Linked DNA regions of Rattus norvegicus: region 2 is linked to region 1. A link is a contact called in public Hi-C data. All regions are on one chromosome and are shown on one strand. Each heading gives the region's core, a stretch centred on a gene start, on an enhancer-like site or on the middle of the called end of the contact. The rest is flanking DNA. Distances are from core to core; before and after follow the strand shown.

Region 1 (5,106 bases), core at 1,904-4,403:
ATTGGAACAGTACTAAGAAGTTTCCAAGTCAGAGTCAGGGAGGTGAGATTCAAATGGATTAGTGATAGAACCTAGACTTCCACTGAGCTCTCCCTGCTTCTTGCTCACTGCCTTCTGATGGACACCATGGTGTGTTTCTAAGCAAGCTGAGCCCAAGGAGAATCCCCATTTCTTAGGAGGAGCTAGGTTGGCTCGATTAGCTTAAAGTGAGTACATGACACACTAGTCTTTCCCTTTAATTGGACCCTTCATTCTGGAAAGCTTAGTTGTGCACACCTAGAGAGATGAGTCAAATATTTATCCTGCCTTTGAGTAGTTAAGTCACTGTCTAGTTGGAAGCCAATTCAGAAGCATCCCCGGTAATCAGCTTTGTCAGAAGCATGGGAAGGATGCTAACAGAAGGAAGACACTTTCTCATCCTGGGGGAAGCAGGGGGTGAGAGCTGAACTGAGACTTGATAGGCATTCACTTGTTCCAGTAGGAGACTCCAGCTGGTGGCAATAGTGTGTATGAAGATCTGAAGGCCAGAAACAGGAATTAACAACTGAAGCAAAAGGACTGCAGGGGGAAAGCGACAAGAAATGCTAGAAGAAATCAGCGACCAAAGGATTTTTTATAAAAGGATATTTTTGTCTTATGTGCTTGAGTATTTTACCTGCCTATGCCTATGTACGTGCCTGGTGCCCACAGAACTCAGAAGAGGGCATTGGATCCCCTAGGACTGGAATTATAAGCCACTGTGTAGGTGCTGGAGATCAAACCTAGGTCCTCTAGAATAGCAGACGGTGCTCTTAACTGCTTTGTCATCTCTCCAGCCCATCAAATACTTAAATGTCTGGCTAGAATTTGGGCTTAGGGGACACTGTAATTCCCATACTTGCTGTACCCAAGAAACAGGCCATATATGGGTTCCAGCTTCCAAAGCTTCCACTTCCTCATGTGAGCTAAGGCCTCAGCCTCAGGTGCTTACTTGCCAAATGACCAGTGTCCTGCAGACTTGGGGATCACAGCTTGAAGACTGGCGGGGGGGGGGGCAGGTGGAGGACTATGAAACCAGTTTTAACTCCAAAGTCAAAGAGTCAAGTCAGCCTGGATGGGAATGAATTGGGTTGTTTATGTTCTATACACCCGTAGCTGCAGTTTCCTGTTCAGCCAGCCATTAAGGCTTCTTACTCTGTCTCAAGCAGATACACCGAACTACAAGGGCGGGTCAGCTAGAGACAGCTTGTTTACTGTTGTGGTCCCTGCGGAAAGCACAGCACCTGGTATAAAAGCCGCCTGGTAAGATTTCAAGCGGAAAAATGTATGGATGAAGCGCATTTGTGAAGAGGATGGAGATGGAGGCTAGGAACTGTGAAAAGACCAGACTGTCTATACACGAGGACAGTCAAAATGGATTGAATATAATGGGATGAACTGCTAAGGTGATGAACCCAGAGGCTCTGCAGCTAAGAGCATTAGCTGCCCTTCCAGGGGATAAGGGCTGCATTCCAGTACCCACATAGGCTCTAAAACCGTCTGCAATTCTGATTTCATGGGATCCAATGCCCTTTTCTGGCCTCTGTAAGCACCATGCATGCATGTGGTGCATAGACATACATGCAGGCAAAACACCCATATACATCAGACGAAGTTTGAAAAAAGATGTACTTTGATGACTTAAGTATTAGATGTGGTTGGTGACTGAGGCTAGCCATGAATTGTCATATTCCTACTCTACCCCAGTTGTCCTTTTCTTCATCTATCTCTGAATCAGAATCCTCTTTTATAACCTCCTCAGCACCTGGAACTCACCCCTCAAGTTAAGCACTCTGTGTACTCTATAGTTCCCCTGCACCCCCCAGTCACTGATTCATCCATCCAGTTCAATAAATTTTGACTGAGCACTTCCTGTGTGCATTGAAACTCTTCTAAGCCAGGGCTCTGACTCCCTCTTTCCTCCCTAAAGATATTTTTGAGGGTTTTTTTCCCCCAGATGAAATGTATCCTCTATTCAATAACATATAAAGAGATGCCCACTAGGTCAAACCTATAAAGGAACTCAGAGACTGTTCATTTCCTAAGGTCCTTAGAGTGAAATTAACTTCCCAATGGTGCTACTGCTAGGAAGTATTGGATCCATAAATGGAACTCGGGTTCTAATGAAGACAGGTAGAAATGGCCAGGGAGGTCGAGCTTTCACAGTTGATGGATAAACGGGGAAAACACAATGCTTGCCAGTTATACTACCCCCTTTTGAAAATTATCAAAACCCTTGCCTGCCCCTTCCAAGGACTTTCTCTAATGTAAGCTGCTACATTCTACCACATGCTTTCACAGGCCTGACTACAGATAGCTTGATTGGCATAGCATCTAGACCAAGGTAGCAGATTTCTAGGCTGGTTAACATCCTCTTAGGTGGACTGGAGTAGAAATTCCATCTGATGCAGGTGGCATTTTTTTTCTTTTTCTCTTTGTTTTTGTTTTTGTTTTTTGCAGGTGGCATTTCTAAAGGAAAATATATAAACTAGGTATTTCAGAGAAGTTGAACCTATGGTATTCGAAATAAGGGAACGATAAGAATTCTGTGAGGTCAGATATTACCTGGCAACAGCAAAACTGTAGAAATCATAAATCATAGGTCTAGAGAGATGCCTCAACACTTAAGAGCACTTGCTGCTCTTTCAAGGACCCAGATTTGGTTCTCGGTATCCATGTACCAGCCTGTAACTTCAGTTCCAGAAGATATGATGCCCTCTTCTGGCCTCTGTGGGCACCAGGAACACATGTGGTGCACAGATTTATATGCAGACACTTACATATATATGTAACATAAAAAAATCATAAGTTCTGAGATATTTGTATCATGAGTTCATAGGGCTGGCCACAAGATAGCTGAAGCCATCAAGCAGCAAGGCACTGAGAGTCAAACGCATGCTGAAGCCATAAAGCGATAGTAGCCATAATGTAGCAGGAGCCACAAGACAAACTGATTATGTAAAATCCATGAAGCAGCAGAAGGCTTGAATACATATGCAAGCTCCACGAGACTGCAGAAGCGATGAGCCGGCAAGAGGAGCTACCAGATAGCTTGAACCATGAAGCACAAAGCAATGGGACTAGGAGGGGCGGCAGGGATCACCTAACCAATGGAAGCTATAAGAGAACCCACGGATTAATAGAAGCCAAAGCCACCAGAGCCACAAAGCAGCAGAAGCTGAAAGTCCTAGAAGCAGGAGGCAGCGAAAGTCATGGGCTAGAGACGAGGGAAATGAAAGAAGTTAGTCAGGAACAGTAGGAGGAGTATAAATACAGCCAGAAAGTAGTTGAGTCACCATTTTGGGAGGCACTAGAGAAAGGAGCAACAGATGCCTGCAGCTGAGGGGGTGACAAGATAAGACAGGCTCTAGAGCTGCTTCGGATCATAAGCCATTTTCAAGTTTGCTTGTGAAGTCCTTCCTGTCTCATTTCCCTGTGGGGGTTTTAAATGCCCATCACTGATCTGAATAAGTCTGGGTTTTGTTTAAAAGAGGTTAACACATGCACAATTCAGACGTGTGAAGAATGGGGGATTCTTCCTGGTGAATTTGATGGAAGACACAGAGGTGAGAATTCCTTCTTTCCCTCGTGCCTTCATTCTCTCATGTACTTTTCAGTCATTTACTTGTTGATTTCTTTCTCTCAATTGCCTGATCCATTTTTAACTTAATAGTCTATGCGTCTAGACGAACGTTTAATTGTTTGTTCTTCCTTGCATCCACTCACACTGGTTTTCCATTCATCTGCTCTACAAACATGTATTGAATTCCTTTCTGCATATCAGGCCCTCAACTAGACTGAGTTCTCCACCCTCCAGAAATGCACATTTTAAGTAGTGACTCAGAGAAGTGCACTAAATGTAGCAGATGATATAACAGAAGTCTAGATGGGGCAAAATGAGCATATAGAAAGCACTGGGCGGTTCTCCCTGGAGTTTGGTGGGATGAAGGCATTGCTCAGTAACATCTTTACAGAAGAGGGTGTACTTCAACTGAGTCTTGAAAGAGGAGTTGCTGTTTGCTATCGGGGAAGGGACACAAGAACGTTATGAGGAGTTGCATAAGCAAAGAATGTGAAAGTATATGAGTTTCAGAGTAGAGTAGTGAGCATTGGTCCATGAGGTGGTAAAACTGATGGAAGCCATGCAGTCAAGCCTAGCTTTGATCTTGTCAACAATGGGAAGCTGCTGTACAAGGGTCTGAAGCAGAAAAATGACTGAGACATTAGGAATCTCACTACCGCACCTAGTGTTAAAGAAGACTGGGGCATATAATGTTATGTAAGTAAGTGTACTTGAATGCCATTACACTCATGAATGAAGACTCATGTGACAAAGTTGTTTGGCTTAGAGGCCAAGATTCTTGTTTTTCCCCAGAAGGTAGAATTCAGTTGAGTTTAAGAATAGAGAGGATTCTAACTGTTGACGATGAGAAAGGGCTTTGTGAGCTCAAGAGTAAAGTAAGAAGATAGCAGTAAAAACGGCACTTTTGAGATAACAAGTTGTAAAAAAACAAATTTCACTCAAGCAGAGTCTGTTTTTAAGACAAGAGAAAGACTGCACTGTTTTCCAAACTATTACATGAAAAAGCCTGGAGGGACAAGGGAATCAGGGGGAAAGGGTGTAGCTGAGCTTTCTACTTTATGGGTTCTTTCCCCCATCCTTTATTTCCTCCAGTTTCATCCCCTATCACTGTATAGGAGAGAAAGAAGGATAGAGGGGAGAGAGATAGAGACTCCTGAATCCAATTTCTTCTTGTTTCTTCTCTGAGCATGACTGCTAATAAACTGCAGCCAATCCCCTGAATGACAACGACCTATCAAGCCTATCAAGGTTCTAGCATTTATACACCGTCTGAAACCTTCCCAAAATTCTAAATGTCACACAACCACAGAAACCATTTGCAGCTGGCCAAACCACCCCTCAATTAGAGCACGAGGCAAGTCATAATCAACTGCTGTGGACAGTCCAAAGCAGTTTCATATCCCACACCTGGAATTAAAACAGCAACATGTTCTTATAATATTTCTGTGGTTTTTAAAGTAACCAAAATTCCAGAATTCTCACTATAGAAGGTGTGTTCATAGGCA
Region 2 (5,106 bases), core at 1,805-4,304, 100 kb after region 1:
GTTCTTTTTTTTTTTTTTTTTCCGGAGCTGGGGACCGAACCCAGGGCCTTGCGCTTCCTAGGTAAGCGCTCTACCACTGAGCTAAATCCCCAGCCCCCCACTGGTGCTCTTACTAGGCTATTCATTGCTACCTATGAGGTTGGAGCCCACGGTCAGTTCATTTATAGTCTTTGGGTAGTGGCTTAGTCCCTGGATCCCCATTCTTTTATACATATATTTTAATTTATTTTTGTTCTCAATACATCTTGACCACAGTTTTTCCTCTCTCCACTCCTCTCAGTTCCTTCCCAACTCCTCCCAGCCCCCTTCTTCCCCCTTCTCACCCACTCTTTTTTATGTATTAATACTTCATTCTTTCTGTTGTTGTTTTTATACAGAATTTCACTATGTAGCCTAGACTGGCTTGGAAGTCACAATTCTGACTCAACTTCATAGGATGATAAGCACATACCACACACTACACTCATCAAATAATATTTTTCTTAAAATTTTGCCTTTATTTATTTTATGTGTATCAGTGTTTTGCCTACATGTATGTAATGTGTACCATGTATGTGCCTGGTGCCCACAGAAGGTGTTGAATCCCCTGGAACTAGAATTATGGATGATTGTGAAATGCCGTGTGGCTGCCTGGAATTAAACCCAGGCCCTCTGCAGCAACAAGTGCTCTTAACCACTAAGCCATCTCTCTACCCAATATTCCAACTTTTCGATGAAAACATCGAATTTTGTTTATCTATCCAGCAATTGATTATTTGGTTGTTACTAGTATTTAGTTGTTATTATTTATAAGGCAACAGTGAATACTCTATGGAATTTTGTATAGTTGTACACTTTCATTCCTTTTAGACAGACACCCAGAAGTAGAATTGTTGGCTCAGTTTTTTTAACCTTTCAAGGAATAGGCAGACTACTTTACAAAGAAACAGCTCCATTTTATATTCCTGTTGGCAATGAATGAGAGTTCCAATATCTTCATATTTGTGCTAACATTTTTTAAATCGTAAATCCCTTTGATGTTTGCCGTTACAGAAGATGTGGTATCTTATTGTGTATATTTAAGAAACTGGTGTTTAGGGGCTCAGCGGTTAAGAGCACTTGCTGCTCTTCCAGAGGACCCAAGTTCAGTTCCCAGCACCCACATCAGGAGGCTCACAGCCACCTGTAACTACAGCTCCGGGGATCCAATGTTCATATGTAGCATACACTTACACACACACACACACACACACACACACACACACACACAATAATAATAGTAATAATAATAAAATAAATCTTTACAAAGCAAGTGATTCTTTTCCATTAACCTTTATTTTCTGCTCATAGAAGGATAGCTTAAGAACATCACTCTGTAGCTGTTTCTACCAAGCCAACCCTAAGCAGTGACAGCTAAATGAAGGCCAGTACTCAGTGGCTAGCTAAGCACACTAGAGAACTTCTGCATGGGCTCAGAAGGCATTGTCCATACCGTCTAATCATTCTGGACTCAACCCCATGCCAGAAAGCTGGCTATTCCATTGTTCTTGAGCATTCTCCTTGGTTAGTCACAGCTTTCTCAGCACCTCTCACTCTGCTGTTTCTGTCCAATCTCTTCAGGATCTTTGCAGAAGCACAGAACATTTATCACTGGGAAAATCAGGGATGGACTTAAAAAGAGGCATTTGACTTAAGGCTTCCTCCTCCTCCTCTTTCTCTTTCTCCTCCTCCTGTTTCTCTTCCTCCTCCTTTCTCCTACCTTCTCCTCTTACTCCTTCTCCCTCATGGAAAAGGGGGTGGGGGTTGCCTGTATTTATGTCTGTGTACCATATGAGTGCCTGGCGCCCTTGGAGGCCAGAAGAGTAAAATCCTTCTCAAATTGGAGTTATAGTTTTGAGTTGTCATGTAGGTGCTAGGAATTGAACTCAGGTCCTCTGGAAGAGTAGTCAGTGCTCTTAACATTCTATTGTCATTTTGCTTTGTTTTGTTTGAACTCATTACTTAGTTCAGGTTGGCCTCTAAATCCTAACCCCCCCCCCCCTTCAACTTTACAAGCACAGCTATTGTAAACCCATGCTGAAATTTTCATTCAAGTCTTGATGGAAAGATAAAGCTTCACTGATTGGCAATGGTGGAATGAATGAAGACACTATTTCCATGGGGATTAGAAAATGACAATTGAAGAAAGATGTTTTGACATCAAGTCTGACTCTAATGGGGAGTCCTGGAGCTTGTTGGAGTTGATTATCAATGATCAAAAGACCCTTGTCAAAAAGGCCTTGGTCAAAAAACCCAGTAAGTGGCTAATATAGGGAATGCTGGAGTCGGATAGGATTGGGAATCTGAGCACTTATTTGGATGGAGAATTTAGAGGCTGGCCGAAGGTAAATGCCTGTAGAGTTACCTGTGTGGGGGACAGTGGTGGGGTGTATGTGAGAGAGTTGAATTCCAGGGACTGCCTTGGATAGAGAACTACAGACTGGGTGGGCTGGAGGCTCACAAGGCTAGAGAAACACAGAAGTACAGAGATGGAGTAATGGTCTATAGACTGACTGACTAGTTGTAATGAAAAATCAAGAGATTGTCATGGAGCTGGAAAGAGATAATATGAAACAAGAAGCCAGCTGGGATAGGAATTGGGATATTGAATGGGTTTGGCAGACTGGGGTTGGAAGTTTAAGTTGACTGAGTCTGGAGACTGCCTGGGCTGGGTGTTGTGACGGCTTGGGTCTTGGGCCTTTTGGACCAGTGCATGTTAGAAGAGGTTGGAGGACTTCATTAGGCTGTTAGGTGAAGACCCCAGGAGGGCTGGAATGGAGATACCTCCTGCAGGCTGAGCTAAGGCTGCCATCCAGCTGAGGTGCCAGTGCCTTGGGGCTGGTCCAGCTAGGGTGCTGGTGGCGACTGCAGGTGGGGCGCGCGGGGGCGGGTCGGGAGAGCTGGGTGGGGGCAGGGGCGGGGGGCGGGCCGGCGGCCGGGGCGGTCCCGCGCGGCCGCGCTGCGCAGTGACTCCGCAGCGGGCGGAGCGCCGTGGGCCGCGTCCTTCCGAGCCCTGGCGGTGGCGGTGGCGGTGGTGGCGGCGGCGGCGGCGGTAGCCTCAGCTCCTGCGCCCCGTGCCGCCGGCCCCAGCGCTGTCTCCCGGGCCCCCTAGGGCCCCCGGGCCCCCGAGCCCGGTGCGCGCCCTTGCGTCCCGCCGGCCCCCTCCCCCGGCTGGGCCCGGGGGAGGGTGGCGCCGTGAGCGAGCGGGGACTGGGCTCTCCTGCCCGTTCCCCTGTCCCTGGGCCGCCAGGATGGAGGCGGGGTCCGGTCCTCCGGGTGGCCCGGGATCTGAGAGCCCCAACCGGGCGGTGGAGTACCTGCTGGAGCTGAACAACATCATCGAGAGTCAGCAGCAGCTGTTGGAGACCCAGCGGCGGCGCATAGAAGAGCTGGAGGGCCAGTTGGACCAGCTCACCCAGGAGAACCGCGACCTGCGGGAGGAGAGCCAGCTGCACCGTGGGGAACTGCACCGGGACCCCCTTGGCGCGCGGGATAGTCCTGGCCGCGAGAGCCAGTACCAGAACCTGCGTGAGACCCAGTTCCACCACCGCGAGCTGCGGGAGAGCCAGTTCCACCAGGCGTCCCGGGACGTGGGCTACCCGAACCGGGATGGCGCTTACCAGAACCGGGAAGCTATCTATCGGGATAAGGAGCGAGAAGCTTCCTATCAGCTCCAGGACACTACCGGTTACACAGCCCGCGAGCGCGACGTGGCCCAGTGCCACCTGCACCATGAGAACCCAGCCCTGGGTCGCGAGCGTGGCGGGAGGGAGGCTGGGCCAGCGCACCCGGGCCGCGAGAAGGAAGCCGGCTATTCCGCGGCGGTGGGCGTGGGGCAGCGGCCACCGCGGGAGCGGGGCCAGTTGAGCCGTGGCGCATCCAGAAGCTCCAGCCCTGGCGCGGGCGGAGGTCACAGCACCAGTACCAGCACCAGCCCTGCTACAACCCTCCAGAGAAAGTAAGGAATGTGTTTGCAGCCCCCACCCCACCCATCCCTTCCCCTCTAGATCCCTCTCCAACTTAGCTGGCAGATAAAGTATATGAAGCCCATGTCTGATCCCATTTCCTGCTTCGCCTGTCCCAATCGGGAGAAGGTTCTCTTCAAGCAGCTGACATGCTTTCCCTAGCCACCACACGTTGGTTTGGTCAGATGAGGGCTGGCTGCTTCTTTTTTCCCGGTAGAACCAAGGCCAGTTAGAGACTAAAACAATCCCCACTGCCTCCTTCCACTTCTTCAGCCCCTAGGTGTATCCTCTCCAGAGGATGGATTAAGTAATTTTTAGACAGAGGTGGTATCAATTCAAAACCCCCAAAGAGAGAAACACTCCTACACACCTTTTTTTTTGGGGGGGGGGGGAGTGATCTTGTCTTGAGGCAGGTGGGGACCAGAACGGCTTCTGGCTGCTTAGACATCCCTCTGAGGGGAACTGCAGCACATCTTGGCGTGGGGAGGGGGGGGTGATGGTGGCAAAGATGGGGGAGCAAAGATGGAGGCTAGGCCCTTGGTTAGTTTCTCAAAGTCCAGCTGGTCTCCACCCTTCAAGAAAAACAACACCCATTTAAAGAGCCCTACCAGGAAGGGAAGTCCATAGATCTCCCATCTGTTGGATCAGCTTCAGTTCCTGTGCTGGGGCCTGTGCATGTGTCTGAGACAGGTTAGGAATATTTCCTGAGTTGATGGGACATGGACAGGGTCTACTTTTCCCATGTAGATCCCATTGTGTGCTGTTTGGGATAAATGTATTAGGCTGTGAGTCAAGGGCACAAAGGCTCTCAGGGATGCCCTAAAGGCCCTCCTATTGCTTTGCTGCTATACTGAAAAGAACACTGAACTGGGAGATAGGAGAAGTGGGTTCCCCTTCCAGCTCTGTTGCAGATTGGCTTTGTGACCTTGACTGAGTCCCTTCTGTCAGCCCATCATTTCCCCTATATTTCTTTTAAAGGCAAGGACTGCGAACTGAGATTCCATGGGTATGTTACTAAGCCAGCCACACCAAAGTCTGAAGTCCTTTCTCAAATGGACAGGCTTCCCCCTCCTCTCACAGCTCAGCTGGTCCTACCATGTGCCACAACTAGTGGAGTGTCTCT

The links. A called contact is a pair of places that touch in the nucleus more often than the background predicts.
Region 2: a contact with region 1 is called in a Hi-C map of frontal cortex, with 4 times the contacts expected there. The contact joins the promoter of Iqsec2 here to the enhancer-like site in region 1. A contact is called at or near these places in 4 of 12 Hi-C or Micro-C datasets (the A7r5 cell line, Schwann cells, frontal cortex and 1 more).

The regions. Positions count from the first base shown.
Region 1 is chrX:24,630,713-24,635,818 of GRCr8, forward strand. No RefSeq gene overlaps it. Among named protein-coding and RNA genes, the nearest start is that of Smc1a, 51 kb to the left of the region's middle. Within about 2 kb of position 3,154, at least 1 of the 93 cell types and tissues checked has an H3K27ac peak or open chromatin away from gene starts, as enhancers often do.
Region 2 is chrX:24,731,192-24,736,297 of GRCr8, forward strand. It overlaps Iqsec2 (IQ motif and Sec7 domain ArfGEF 2), which reads left to right and starts at 3,055. Exons shown (of 15, transcript NM_001277425.2): 1 at 3,055-3,976. The coding sequence starts at 3,270.